Regions from separate parts of the Rattus norvegicus genome. Here regions 1 and 2 are each linked to region 3. A link is a contact called in public Hi-C data. All regions are on one chromosome and are shown on one strand. The core of a region is the stretch at or near the end of the contact, and the rest is flanking DNA. Distances in the headings are between cores, read along the strand shown.

Region 1 (4,772 bases), core at 1,265-3,764, 140 kb after region 3:
TGTTTTGACTGCTTCTGAAAGAATCAGGAAGGAAATGTTGAGAAGCTTTGGAAATTAGGAGACTTCTGGTTTTGCTATTTTAAAGTAGAAAGATTTACATAAGCAATAAATTCTGATTATAGAAGGAATAGCAAAGTATTTAATTCCAGTGAGGAAGTAAGCTGGGCATAGTGAGTGGTTACTTACAAAGAAAATCTGGAACGGGGTGTGGCATCTCATGCCTGTAATCCTAGTGCTTAGGAGCCCGAGGCTGTAGGATCACCAGCTAGTTCAGGGCCTGCCTGGGCTAAGCAGTGAGATCAAGGCTATCCTGGGCTACAATAGTGAGATCCTGGGGACTAGGAGAGAAAGGAGAGAGAGTGAGTGTGTGTGTGTGTGTGTGTGTGTGTGTCACTGAGACTAAATTTACCTCTCTGTTTATTAAGTGTTGGGAAGAAATGTTTTAAAATATCGTAAAGTATTCCTAATAAGTGTTTGTAGTTTTTAAAGATAATAAGAGAAATATAATTTACCACAATGGAACTAAACTTTGCCGTCTTTTGAATATGCAGGTAGGAGTATCACATGCTGGTATAAGCAGTTCATTAGATAAAGGCACATCTTTTCAGTGTACCCACATTACTTCATGTAGTCACATTACACATTTAAAAATGTCACTCTGTAGGCTAGATATTTAGTCCTACAATGCAAATGGTAATAAATATATTTATGCCTTTAATACATTTGAAATTTTTGCTTTTAATTCCAACTTACATAATTCTTTCTAAACTTTAGTCTCTGAAGAGTTAAAAGATGCTGACTTTTAAAATTACTTCAAATGGGTGGTGGCACACACCTTTAATCCCAGCACTCAGGAGGCAGAGGCAGGTGGGTCTCTGAGTTTGAGGCCAGCCTGATCTAGAGAGTGTGTTCCAGGACAGCCAGGGTTACACAGAGAGACCCTGTTTCAGTTCCACCCCTCTCCCCCCAAAAAAACCAAACCAAAACTAAAATTACTTAAAGATGAGCATTTGAAAAGCAGTTACCAAGTAGTTTAGGTTTAAATGAGGCACCGTGCATTCTCTCATTTGATCAGGAACAGGGTAAGACAAAGCATATAAGCTCTTGTGCTTACCACGTGTATCATATGTAATTTGAAGAAATTTTAGTAATCCCTAGAAACAAAATTAGAGAGCTGTGAATTAGTGAAACTGTCTTAGCAAAAGTGGTCTCATATTTTAAGATGCTGTATTCTGATTTATCATAATTCCTTGCCAGATGTTCTTTCATACCTATTTCCAAGTTCACTTAGAAACAAACTGCAGCAGCAGCAGCAGCAGCAGCAGCAGCAGCAGCAGCAGCAGCAGCAGCAGCAGCAGCAGCAGCAGCAGTCTTCTAGTCCCTAGGCCTTTAAAGCTGAAGTGTGAGTGTTCAAATCTGGCTTAGTCAGCAGTGAGCTGTGACCTCTAGAGTAAGGTTCTTGGACATTCCTACTCTAGTTACAGTGTTTGAGGAAATGAAGTCCAGATACCCTTTTCTCATAATGCTGGTTATATAATGCTTGTATCATTTTGTGACTGACAGACATTTATATATGTCCTTTCTCTCCTAACTGCTGAGTGTGGAAACTGTGAATTTGAAAGTAAAGCTGCTGATTACACTCATCTTTTCCCTTCTCAGTGTATTCAAGTGTATAATTTTATAATGATATTTTTTGAGTAAGACTCTTTAAGTTACAGCCTTATCATTGTGGAATCTCTCCTTAATTGTCTTTTGATCGGGGTAGACATAGTTAAAAAAAACTTTGAAAACTTCTCAAATAATCTTCTAATCAATGATGGGTTACAGTGAATTATTAAAGAGAAAGGAAGACACCTCATTTTAAGGTTTGAGGTGTGGTTCATGTAGAGGGTTCCTGTCCAGGAGAGGGTGTAGAGGAGAAAGGACTTTAGAAGGGGAAGGAGCCATCAATATGAACTTCATGTGGTAAAGTCTGTCCTCATTTTAACATTTAAAATTGGATATTAGTCAAAAGGACCACTGTGGCTTTATTCTCATTATTCCACTCTTGTTCAAGTCATTAAAATTTAACTCTCACATTTCTTGTAGTAAAATCACCTCTGTCAAATGCAGGAACTCTGCAGCTTGAACACCTCTCGTTCTGATTAGAAGGGTTTGTTTTGTAATTAGTTTTCCTCTGGGCTCTGTGTGGAGAACAGGAACCCACCACAGAGAGGTTAGAATACCATGGAGTTTAGCCACTCTGCTTTAATGACACAAGGGCTTAGCAAAGCAAGAATAAATGAGGTACGTTTTTGGTGAAGAAAAAAATCGTGAACTGACTGTCAGTGTGAGACAGGTTCTAGGAGCACTTAGCCAGCAGTTACAGGGCACACTTGAGTAATTGGATTTGCATAACAAGGCTTGCCGAAGAGATCTGACAGCATAGAGATTTGTCTAGCTGGAGAGCTCCAGATGGACGTGACCACGCAGCAGCTGGGTGGCACGTTGCTGAGCATGGACAGCACCGCCCAGACTGGCAGCTGGACCCTGGCGACTGCAGGGCTGTGGCAGGCCAGCTGGTGGCTTCTGACAGCCAGTGGCCCTGTTAGAGAGCCTTTTCATAATGGCCTGTCAGGGTACTGGACCTGCAGGGACTGGCAGGACAATGTCACAAGTCACCAATGAGGGCTGTTGAGCTGAAGTCCCAGGGAAGTAGAGGTGCTCACTACTGCAGCCACAAGGCTAGCACCTCCTGGTGTGAGGCCAGTGTCCTAGGGAGACTAAGGATCAGTGGGACAGAAGTGGACACATCTTGTGATGTTTGTCTTCTGTCTTTGTATATTTGAAACAAAGGCATAGTGTTCATGAGAGAAAACATGTTTAAAGCAGCACACATAACATACACAACATGTACACAGAAAACATGTACAGCACAAACGGTACACAAAGTGAAGGAACTGTGGTCATTAGTTCGTTCAGGTGACCTTCCCCACCCCTGTGTCTAGGTGGATTACATTTGTGTGGAGGAATTAAACCACCCATTTTCTCAGATTCGAGTCAGCTTGGAAGAAGGCTGGCTCCGAGTCTGCCATTAGTTAAACTTACGTGTGTGCCTCAGTTGAGAATTTTGCCATCTTATATAATTTTTCCTCTAAAATGTGACAAGATACTATATCTTACTTAAAGGTAGGAAAACTACTTAATAAAATGAAAGTTTTACTATTCTAAGCCCCAGAGATTTTGATGTAACAAAATTCTAGTGAAACAAAAAAGCTCATAGACATCCTTAGACTGTCAGCATTTCATCTGGCACCCCTGCCACCGTGTGTGTGTGTGTGTGTGTGTGTGTGTGTGTGTGTGTGTGTGTGTTCAGTCTTTTTCTTGTATTTCATTTAGTGCTTATGTTAGCCCAGTGAGTTAGGGTGGCAGGTAACATCTCTATTTTAATAGACTGAAATGGGGACATGAAGAAGGCACATGTATAGTTGCCTGCCTAGTTGTGGAACAGCCTGCCTGCACTTGATGACACTGAGGATGGTCCAGAGAAGCCACAAATTTTAAACCTTTACGTTGACAAAGGGTTGTGTGCATGTATGTGTATGTACAAATATAAACACATAATTGTTCTAGTAATTCTGTTTCTAACAAATCTATCACTACCTTCTGAATACATATAAATATTTACTGATAGGGATGAACTTTTAGCACTAAGACCTCAGGTCTCACACACACTGGGCAAGCTCTTAACTGCTGAACTCCTATCCCTAACTCTGAGAGCACTGGTTCATGATGTGCTACCCACAGGCCTTCCTTCAGATGGACCATAAAGTCACAACCATTCTCCTCATGAGATAATAATCCTCATGAAAGGAATGGTAGATACTCTGCTCTAAGCATGAATCAAGATGGCCACTTTGTAGGGTTTGTTGTTGTTTGAGTCAGGGTCATATGTAGCCCAGGATTGAGCTCTAGCTTGAGGTGATCTTGAATTTCTGATCCTCCTGCATCTGTCTTCCAAGTGCCGAGGTCACAGTTATGCACCATCATGTGGTGCTAAGGATCGAATCCAGGACATTGAGCATGCTAGACAGGCACTCTATGAGCTGAGCTGCATTCCCAGCCCCACATTGTGTTCTTGGTGATCGTTCAGATACAGTTTCATTTAAGAATATTCGCAAACAGAGAAGTAATAACTATTTTTATCAAACTTTGAATACATCTGTTCAGTGTTCTTTTTGATGAAATGATACATGTGCACCAAGATCTTCCGCTGCACTTGATACAGTGATGTAATTGCAAGCTAAACTGGATGAGGGTTTTTTGTAGAACATCATTTTACTTGTAAAAATGACTAATGAGATCCTAGAGAAAGACCTAGTGGAGCCTTTAATTCGAAGGGAAAAATGTTGATATATTTCTTGTTAGTTGTTAAAACCAGTTTGTTCAAGTAAAAAATGATTTGGACTCTTGTATCTGACTGATTTTGAGAGCATCCTAAGATGTTTATGAGCTGCTTGGAAGTGCTGTTAAAAACACGCGTTCCTCATACTGTGTAATGGGAATGTTTGAAGTTTTGTCTAACCCACCAACTTAATATGTTTCAAATGACCATTATTTGGTATTGTAGAATAGACTGACTTTCATGTACCAGTGCAGAAATTCCCTAGTAGCCCTTTCAGATCCCATTCTGTAGCTCTGCAGAGACCATTCAACAGATCTGGGTTGCTGTCAAGGAAGAATAGCCAGGGTTTGGAAAGCTATTTAAGTACTGCTTCCTCTTCTCATGTTAT
Region 2 (4,487 bases), core at 58-2,557, 190 kb before region 3:
CCAGAAGCCAGTGTCCTTTGAGAAAGGCCGATGCTGCTGGCCTTTTCTTTATTCCTTTCCCATGTCTCTTAGCTGACAGTGGTTGAAGAGTGTGCGGATTAGAACCGAAGTATAGCATCTATTTGGGTGGCTGTTAACTTGGATTTTAAACCACTGTTTGTACAGCTGTGAGATCTACTGCTTGAGTTGATTTAACAAGCAACCATGGGTTGGTTTCCAGCCCAGGTCTACCACTAGTTGCTTTCAGAAAAGTTGATCTTGGGCCCATTGCTAGGAAAGTTTGCTGTGATTTTATTGAAGTACTAGAGGCAGTTTGTTGTTCTTGCTGGCCACACCCTGTGTCTCTGTCAGTGACTCAGATATGAGTGCTGAAATTAAGATTGCTGCCTGGCTGGGAGTCTCCTGGGACACGTTTCCTCAGTCCTCGTCTCACTGTGAGCCACAGGGGGATAGGATTAAGGACCGGTACCATCAGTCCCTCCTGGTAGTTCATTAGTTCCTGGTATTACTGCTGTCCTGAGAGTATTCTACTGCGTCAGAGAAGCCTGAAGCCTTCGGTTACCCATGGCACAGTTACCCAATTCAAGAGGACCAGACTGCTTTGGTCATTTGAGTGCAGTGCTTCTGGGAGCTGCCCCTAGTACCTTCAGCAGGATCAGAGTCCCTGGAATCTTATTTGAAAGCTTGATGCCTACTGCTCCCAGGCCTGCGCATCAGAAACCCTAGGTGCCCCTCCCCCCCCCCACCCCCGCAGCTGGACCAGGCTGCAGGCAGCGTGAGAAGCTCTTTAATATTCTAGTACATTACCCACCCTGAATGGCCTTCTGTTTCTGTAAAAGGGTCAATGCTGGGTGCTGGTCCAGAAGAGAACCTCCATAGGGCTTACCCCATTCAACACTACAGCGCTCTCAGGCCTGGCTGAACTGTGTGCAGGTGCTTCGCACAGTGGGGCTTTCATCTCAGTTCAGTCAGAGAGCCGGGGCTGTGCTGAAGCCTGAGCACACTACTAAGCTCTAGGGTTGGGCAGTGGGGCACACTGGGAAGCAAAGGGTTAGTCATGCTATGGAGACATCGGTTGAGATAATGGAAATGCCTACAAGGCTTTTCTCCAAGTTTCATTTAAGGACAGACTAGCGGAAAGATAAAATCTCCATTTTAAATGCAGATTCATGTGTAGTTTCAACACAAGTTGGGGGGAGAATACCAGATGTGCTTGCTTCCACACACAGCATTCAGCCCCACCTCTGAGCTTTGCCTCTCAGAGGCACACACACAATACCTGGCAATGCCTTTGAACCCCAGGGTTCTCCACAGAAGTACTCCTAGGGCTTGCTTGGTCCTTCAGACCACAGAGCCACCTGGAGAGCACACTTTGGGTCTGTATTGCGCAATCTTGCAAACGTATTACCAATAATACATTTCCTCACAGACAGGTAAGACCTTTCTATGGTTTGACTCAGAGGGGTTTTCTTTGTGTGTGTGTGTGTGTGTGTGTGTGTGTGTGTGTGTGTGTGTGTGTGTGTGTGAGTGTGTGTGTGTGTGTCTGTGTCTGTGTGTGTGTGTGTGTCTGTGTGTGTCTGTGTCTGTGTGTGCGTGTTGTTTTGAGAAGAAAAGAACTGTTTATGTAACAAATAATTCCTTATTCATGAGTCTCTCCATCTTGTACTCCTAAGGTCAGGTGGGGAGATTTAATGTGAAATATGAACTGTCTTTGCCAGTTGCCATGCCCTGTTGTCATGGCATATGCCAGAAATAGAAGTGACTGTTTTCAATGACAGATCAAAATTTAGTGCTATGCTGATGGTCCAGAATGAAGGTTTTCTTTTCTTTTCCCCTCCTTTTGCACATGAATGAAATACATATCCGTGCATTTCTGGTTATGATTTAGCTGACCGAGTAGTTCAGTTATAATTGTATTATTTTTACTCCTGGAGATCATTACTTTTGGTGAAAAGTTTTAGCATCTAGACCATTAAGATGTGGATGCTGAGCATTATTTAAAATGATTTTTTTTCCTGGACTGTGAAACGGCTTTATGGGCAAATAGAACCTAGAATATGGTGTTTGCATTTAAAATTAAATGAAAACATGGATTTTTTTTTTTTTTTGGTTTTAAGTTGACTCCCAGTGATTATATGCTGCCTTCTGTGATCCATCTCCTGTCTTTAAATCCCTATAATGTAACAGAGAGACATGTCAGTCAAATAATGTATAATACCATAAATCTGAGGGTATGAATATTATAAAAGTGCTATGTGGGAGAAGCCAGAGGACATGGTTCATGTTTATTTTGTTCATTTGTTTTAGATGCATTATGCTCTAAGATTGCTATACCTTTTATTAAGTGTGGGTTTAATCTAACCTCCTGAGCATCTTTGTCTTTAATGGCCTTTATTTCCCAGACTCCGATTACCAACATGTTAGAGATCATCCTCCCTTGGATTTGAGAAGTCAGGTGTTTGTAAGGCACAATGATGATGTAAACATTCGCCAACCTGAATTGGGTTCTTATGACCACTGTCTTCTACCTCCCTGTAACCTAAGAGAACAGAAAGTGGTTTCTGTGACCTCAAACATCCCCAATTGGGGTGAACCTTTCAAAGAGACCAACCTTGAGATCAGTGTTGTCTCCTTGTTTTCACAAAATATTTTTGTTTCATATTATCAAAATGACTAGGGAGAGAATCAGTTCGGTATTTGCCTTATAAGCAGGAGAGCCTGAATCCTCGGAGCCCACATAAAGAAAGCATGATAGTGAGTCTTATAATCCCAGAGCTGGGAAGGGAGAGACAGGCTACACTAGTTAATTGATGAGTTCTAGGCCAGTGAGAGACTCCATCTCAAAAGAGAACCTTTGGTAGCTGAGTAGTAATACTGTATGCAAACACGTCCGTTCTTTCATAAACATTTAAAAATAATCCTGTTTGACCATGTGACCTGAAGCCAGGTGTTTGAACATGGACTTCTGTAGAAGGCATACGATGAGATCTGAAAGTGAACTTTGAAGAGCCTGAAATTGAATAGACTTAACCCATATTTATGAGACAGGAGAACCCTCTAGGTGATTATCTTTTTCCTCCTCTGTGAGGGCTCCCCCCCCCTAAACTCTGTAGTCTCTTGTCTGTTGACTTGATTAATGAATATTTTGCCCACTAAAATTGGCCATTAATTATTTCCTTGGGTTGCAGCAATAATTACATCTTTCAAGTAAAATCTCATTAGCATAATAAGCAGAAAACACCCTGCCAGGTGATATGGGATTGTGGGGAACTAGTTAGGGAAGGCCTACCTAGCTGGTTCACTGTGCAGCAGTCAGCATTTGTCTCCAGCTGGATCCCAGCAGCTGCTTAGAGTGAATCATCCACGAGTGGGGGTCACTGGGAAGCAGTAGCTTTGTGAATAGTCTTGTCAGGAAATACTGCTTAACGGCACATAACTGTGTCGTGTTCAGTAATTAAGTCCTATTACCATTCATTCATTTATGGGCTCCTCTGTAATCATAATTACTTGACACATCTGTGCTAAGTACTAGGCACAGAGGAGGAGTTGGGAGCTATTTTTGGAGAGACTGGGTCTGTTGGGAACAGTAACACTACAGTGTAATTCGTCCTTTCACTAGATGGGGCACTAAAGCAGACTCCACCTTGTAGGGCAGTAGAAGGCACTGGAGAGAAGTAACTTTTTGAGTAGACCTTAGAAGATGAATCCAAGGATGGTCAAAGAGAAGTAGGCAAGTTTTTTCAGGTAGAGAAGCAGTGTGTATCACAAAGGTGTATCATCTAGCACCAAAAAAAGTTAAATTCGGGGAGGCAAAAGGAGCCTGGGGTACCCAGGACCAAACAAGAGCAGGATGCTGAAGGAGCAGAAGTGACAGTATGGTCAAAGCCTGGGCAGACTGGCATCATGGAGAAGGAGTCACTGTTGTCATAGAGAGGGGTCACTGTCATAGCCATGGCTCCCAGTAGACAATTGCAGCCACTGTCTTAAACCACACCTAGTGGGGAGTGATAGAACAGAAACCCACCTACCCTGTTACACTCCTTTTACACTGTCATTCCACCCTGGTGCCTCTAATGGAGAACCAGTCACAGAAGAGCAGGGACAGAACAGGGGGTTCAGAACAAGGCAGAAAGGAAGAAGCAGGCTAGTGGGAACAGGAAGTATAGTGTGCAGGTAAGATGTGTATAGAAGGCAGGGACATTAAGAGCTGCTGGTGTAGGTCCTGAAGGAACAACAATCGAGAGACATGCTTGGAGAGTTTGATTGGTGCAGTCAAAGTGTAAATATTGTGTATACTAAGATTGTATTATCATGCAAATAATAAAGGGGGGCTTAATGCATGTTGTTGATTCGGAATTTAGCAAGATTTGTAATCCTAAACATCTTGTTTAGGACTTACTAGTAGGTCATGAGATAAATTTAATGAACTGTCCCAGTGTTTGAAGAAATTTATTAATCAAGGTACATTATATTTTACTAAAGTTTAA
Region 3 (4,711 bases), core at 827-3,326:
AGTAACTGTTTCCCAGTGTATACTGCTAGTAAACACAATAATGGACTTGCTAAAGCCATGGATATACATTTCCACAAATAATCCACTCCCAAAGGAGCTAGAGAGAGGAAAACAATACCCTGAAACAAGGGCACACTACAGTTTATGTCCCTTATAAGGGACAAATCAAAACTGGCGTAAATGAAAGGGTCTTTTGAATGTACAAATGAGTAAGTATTGTGGCAACTTCGACCTCATCCTTGGTTGATATTCCTTTCCCTCACGTGCAATCAATCCTCAGACTGTGTGTGTGGATATGCACTTCTGTCCTCCTACCTGTCTCCCTTCCCTTGTTAATGCTTATATCTAGACCTGCATCACAACCTTTTCTTAAGAAACTCCCAAGTTTGCTTCATTAAAAAAAGGAATGTTCTGAGTAGCTATGAAAGCCCCTTGTGACCCACACATGGTATTCATTCATCTGCCTTTCACTCAATAAAGGCTCATTTAAACACAGCTGAAACAGGTAACTACAATAGAGGTTGCTAGCTTGATCAAGTCCTTCAGTTTTCAGTTTTTTTTTTTTTTTTTTCATTTTTCTTTTTTTCAGAGCTGGGGACCGAACTCAGGGCCTTGCGCTTGCTAGGCAAGCGCTCTACCACTGAGCTAAATCCCCAACCCCCAGTTTTCAGTTCTTACCTTGAAATGCTAGTACACAGTTGACTGTTGATCCTTCCACATACTGTTCAGGCATAGGAGACCATAAAAATGTGTAATAGTCACGAGCAGTACTCCATCCAACCTAAAGGAGAAAAATTTAAGAAGGAATGTAACTAAACACCCTAATATTAGCTAGACACATCATTTTTATTACATCCTAAAGTTAAAATATGCACTTAAAATTTTAAAATCTTGAGTTGTTATCAGGGATGTCTAATTATGATTTATTAAACTGTTACCAAAAGCTACAGAAATTTACATAAACTGAATGAAATGTCCTATCATATATTCAAATGCAAAGTGCTACCTAGAAATACACACATGATAAAATACAAAATCTTCTGTTTATTATTTAAAATAATTATGTTACTATACCCTGTGGATTTCTGTGTGCACAGATGCATGTTTGTGCATAGAGAGGCCAGAGGTCAATGTTGAATGTCTTCCTCAACTGCTCTCTACCTTGTTTTATGAGACAGGGTCTCTCACTGACTCTGGACCTCACCAATTTGGCTGAATTAGGTGGCTAGCAAACTCTAGAGATCCTTCTCTCCACCTGCTCTATGTCAGGATTACAGACATGAAGACCCAGCTTTACAAGATGGGTGCTGTGGAGATTCAAATTCAAATCCTTATAGCCATTTACTGATGAAGCCACCTTCCTAGGCCCTCTATTATGTACTTTTAAATAACATTGTTTTATATCTCATACTAAGGACCTGGGATTTTTTGGGGGGAGGAGGTGTTTTGTTTTGTTTTATATAAGTACTCTCTTGTAACTGAAATCACTAATCTTTCATCTTTGGCAAGTTCTGCCTGAAAGCAATTTGTATATCTTGGTTGGGAAGAGTATTTACATTCTAAGAGATCATTATACCTCACCTATTAACATATTTTCATCTTGGATATATGCAAGGAAAGATGTTTAAAACACACTGAATGTGATTCATGAGTCTCATGAATAAACTCATGAGAAACGTTCTTATACAACCCAGTACCATATGCAATATACAATAAAGAAATTAAAATATATGTAACATTTTCAACTTAAATAGACATTACAGATCTCAAACTGTGTTTTGTAAACAGATTAACTATGTTAAATATTGACTATTAGAGGTAAGTTTAAAGCAAGTACACTGTTAGCAACATTACATAAAACTATACATCCATCAGTCTTAGATTGTATGTTCTATGATTTTTCTAGATTCGTGTGTGTGTGTGTGTGTGTGTGTGTGTGTGTGTGTGTGTTTGTATACACATGTACTCTTGTGCACACATACCACAAGACAACTTTTGGGAGTCAGTCCTCTTCCCTGGGGATCGCACTCTGGCTGCCTGCCCTGGTACTGAACAGAAGACACCCTTCATACTTTCTGAAACTCCATCTCCTTCCTTCCAACACTGGCACTGTGAGTGTTTAGTTGGGAAGAAGCATACTTGATAAAAAGACTGGGAAGAGAACAGGAAGAAAAGAAAAGGCTTTCCTTTGGCTACACTGAGAAAATTACAAAGTATCTGAAGAGACTTCTGCCAAGTGAGTGAAAGTGAAAGTAAAGAAACCTGGAGAAGATAGGAGTCGCACAGCCCGCTCTGCTCCACTTCACAGTGCATAATCCAGAAAATCCTTTGGGAGAACTCCAAAAACCCATTAGAAAAACAAGTACTCCAGGACAGCTACAATTCAAGAGTACCTCCACTGAAGACAAAGAGGCATTGTTTTCTAACAACCACAAGGCTCTTTTCCCCTGCTGGCTCAGGAGAGAGACCATTCTGTTGGGGATCAGGGAGGAGGTAGACATGGATCTAACATGCAGACATTTTGATGGACTGTGCATGTTTCTGCCTCACCTGACTTGGCACCAACAAAACCAGGACAATTTGGATGCCTAGGCACTGGGGATGGGGGTAGGGATGGGGGTGGGGACTGTTCTACTGACATGCAGTACCACAGACAGACACAAGAGGGAGAAAGAGTACAAACTCCTGAAACAAGCAGTATTTTTCAGTTGGGAAATTACACAACATAACACATACCAGTGAAAGATTGAAGGGAAACCCAGAGAACCTTTGGACAGGGTATATAGTGAACGTTTTTCCTGTACAAACAAGTCTGAAATGATTCAAAGAGGATACTACTTTGTGGAAATCACAAAATGGAAAAATTCTTCTGAAGAATGCAAGATCCAAAGGAAAAAAATAAATTTTAAGAAACTTCATTAAGCTAAAAGAAAATAACCTCAGGAAACAGAGTTCAATAAATTATCTGGGGCTGGAAAGATGACTCAGTGGCTAAGAGCACTGACTGCTCTTCCAGAGGTCCTGAGTTCAAATCCCAGCAACCACATGGTGGCTCACAACCATCTGTAATGAGAACTGATGCCCTCTTCTAGTGTGTCTGAGGAGAACTACAGTGTATTTGTATATAATAAATAAATAAATCTTTAAATAAATAAATTATCTGACCAACAACCCAAAAATAATCATTTAATAAAGTTCAATGTAACCCAATAATCAACTGTCCAAAAATAATGAAACAAAAAATAGCCACACTACTCTAGAGATAAAGAATACAGTAACTGAATTGAAAACTTCACAAGAGGGTTTCCACAACTGACTAAAACTGAATAAAGATTCTGCAAACTTGGTCAGACATCAACTACACAGCAAGTCTGAAGCCTCCTACCTGGGCTTAAGAGCTTGGGGGGTGGGCAGTGGGGGGTGGTGAGCATGTGTGCAAGCTCAATGGATAGAAGGGCTTTCTTTCCACCAAGCCAGACAACTCAAGTTCAATCACTGGGACCCACAGGGTAGAAGGATAGAACTGACTCCTGAAAATTGTCCTTTGACCTAGACACACATACGCACAAACAAGCACTAGCACACATGTATACAGAAAATTAATTTAACTAAATGTAATTTTAAATTTTAGTATTAATAACTGAGTCAGGGAATATAAAACCATATGAAAAAGGGAGCTGAATATAAAGGAACCTACCTACCAATACAAACAACATAAACAGGTGGTGTACATCTTTAATCCATTACTCATAAGGCTGAGAAAAGACTGAGTTCAAAGCCAGCCTGGGTAGCAGTAGAAGACAATAAATAACAAACAAACAAACAAACACAAACTGACTTCTAGGAACAGAGAATCTTAGAGCATATTTGTACAAGTAGCAGCTGAAACTTACTAGGTAGGAAAAGGAAAATGAAAAAGTAAAGAAATTAAAAATAGCTAATGCTCTATGCCTAGAGCCCCAGATTTTGGGAGAGTGAGGTAACCTAGGCTATTAGGCTATAGGGAGTTTAAGGGCAGCCTAGACTACATAAGAAAACCATGTCTCTATAAACAAACAACCGAAAGCACCTTAGCTAAGCTAAGCCCAAGGAGAGACCAAGGCACATTATCATCAAGCTGCCAAAGGTCTTTAAGGTATAAGGGAAAAGTCACCGTACAAGGGAATACTACCTGCAGATTTCTCAGCCAAAACATTCCAAGCCAGAGGGCACCTTTAATATACTATAATGGGTGGCTTAAATCATTTCTTCCAACAAAATGTTTTGAGAAATAACAAAAGCATGAAACAAAACAGTCAAACAGTTTTAGATCTACTTTCCATAGCAGTTAACCAGTTTATCTCTACAGAGCAAGTTTATTTGTGGAAACAGCATAAGACTCCTCAAAGGCAGAGGACTGCACCATGGAGTCAGCATGGAATCCTAAGTTTGGGAGCCTAAGCTGGGATTGGAGCCAAAGTGGTAAACCGGGCTCTGAACCTTGGCATTTTGTGGGCAGGGCCTATCTATGATTCTTGCATGCTCAAGCATGCACACCAAATTCAGAGTTACGAGAGCTAGTTAACAGAACTTGTGATTGACACTCTTGGGCTTATCCTCTTTGGGTTTCAAAAAGCCTTCATAAACTCAAGACAGGCCTGAGCTACAGAGTGAGGTCTGGGGTCAGAGTTCTAATTCAACCCACACCAGAGTTAAGACTCTGTCACCTTTA

Evidence for each region. A called contact is a pair of places that touch in the nucleus more often than the background predicts.
Region 1: a Hi-C map of hepatocytes shows a contact between it and region 3, with 1.6 times the contacts expected there. The contact joins two enhancer-like sites. A contact is called at or near these places in 3 of 12 Hi-C or Micro-C datasets (the Rat2 cell line, hepatocytes and mammary epithelial cells).
Region 2: a contact with region 3 is called in a Hi-C map of Schwann cells, with 8 times the contacts expected there. The contact joins two enhancer-like sites. A contact is called at or near these places in 3 of 12 Hi-C or Micro-C datasets (the A7r5 cell line, Schwann cells and frontal cortex) and 1 of 1 datasets of contacts at active chromatin or transcription factors (oligodendrocytes).

The regions. Positions count from the first base shown.
Region 1 is chr4:83,021,388-83,026,159 of GRCr8, reverse strand. The region is part of intron 4 of Hibadh (3-hydroxyisobutyrate dehydrogenase); the gene reads left to right. It overlaps LOC120102279 (a long non-coding RNA gene), which reads left to right. Exons shown (of 2, transcript XR_005503585.2): 2 at 1-4,772. Among named protein-coding and RNA genes, the nearest start is that of Hibadh, 54 kb to the left of the region's middle. Within about 2 kb of position 2,514, at least 13 of the 93 cell types and tissues checked have an H3K27ac peak or open chromatin away from gene starts, as enhancers often do. A contact at or near this core is called in hepatocytes, where this site is marked.
Region 2 is chr4:83,354,796-83,359,282 of GRCr8, reverse strand. The region is part of intron 1 of Jazf1 (JAZF zinc finger 1); the gene reads left to right. Among named protein-coding and RNA genes, the nearest start is that of Jazf1, 160 kb to the left of the region's middle. Within about 2 kb of position 1,307, at least 56 of the 93 cell types and tissues checked have an H3K27ac peak or open chromatin away from gene starts, as enhancers often do. A contact at or near this core is called in Schwann cells, where this site is marked.
Region 3 is chr4:83,161,301-83,166,011 of GRCr8, reverse strand. Tax1bp1 (Tax1 binding protein 1) reads right to left here. Exons shown (of 18, transcript NM_001004199.1): 3 at 679-781. Among named protein-coding and RNA genes, the nearest start is that of Tax1bp1, 11 kb to the right of the region's middle. Within about 2 kb of position 2,076, at least 55 of the 93 cell types and tissues checked have an H3K27ac peak or open chromatin away from gene starts, as enhancers often do. A contact at or near this core is called in Schwann cells and hepatocytes, where this site is marked.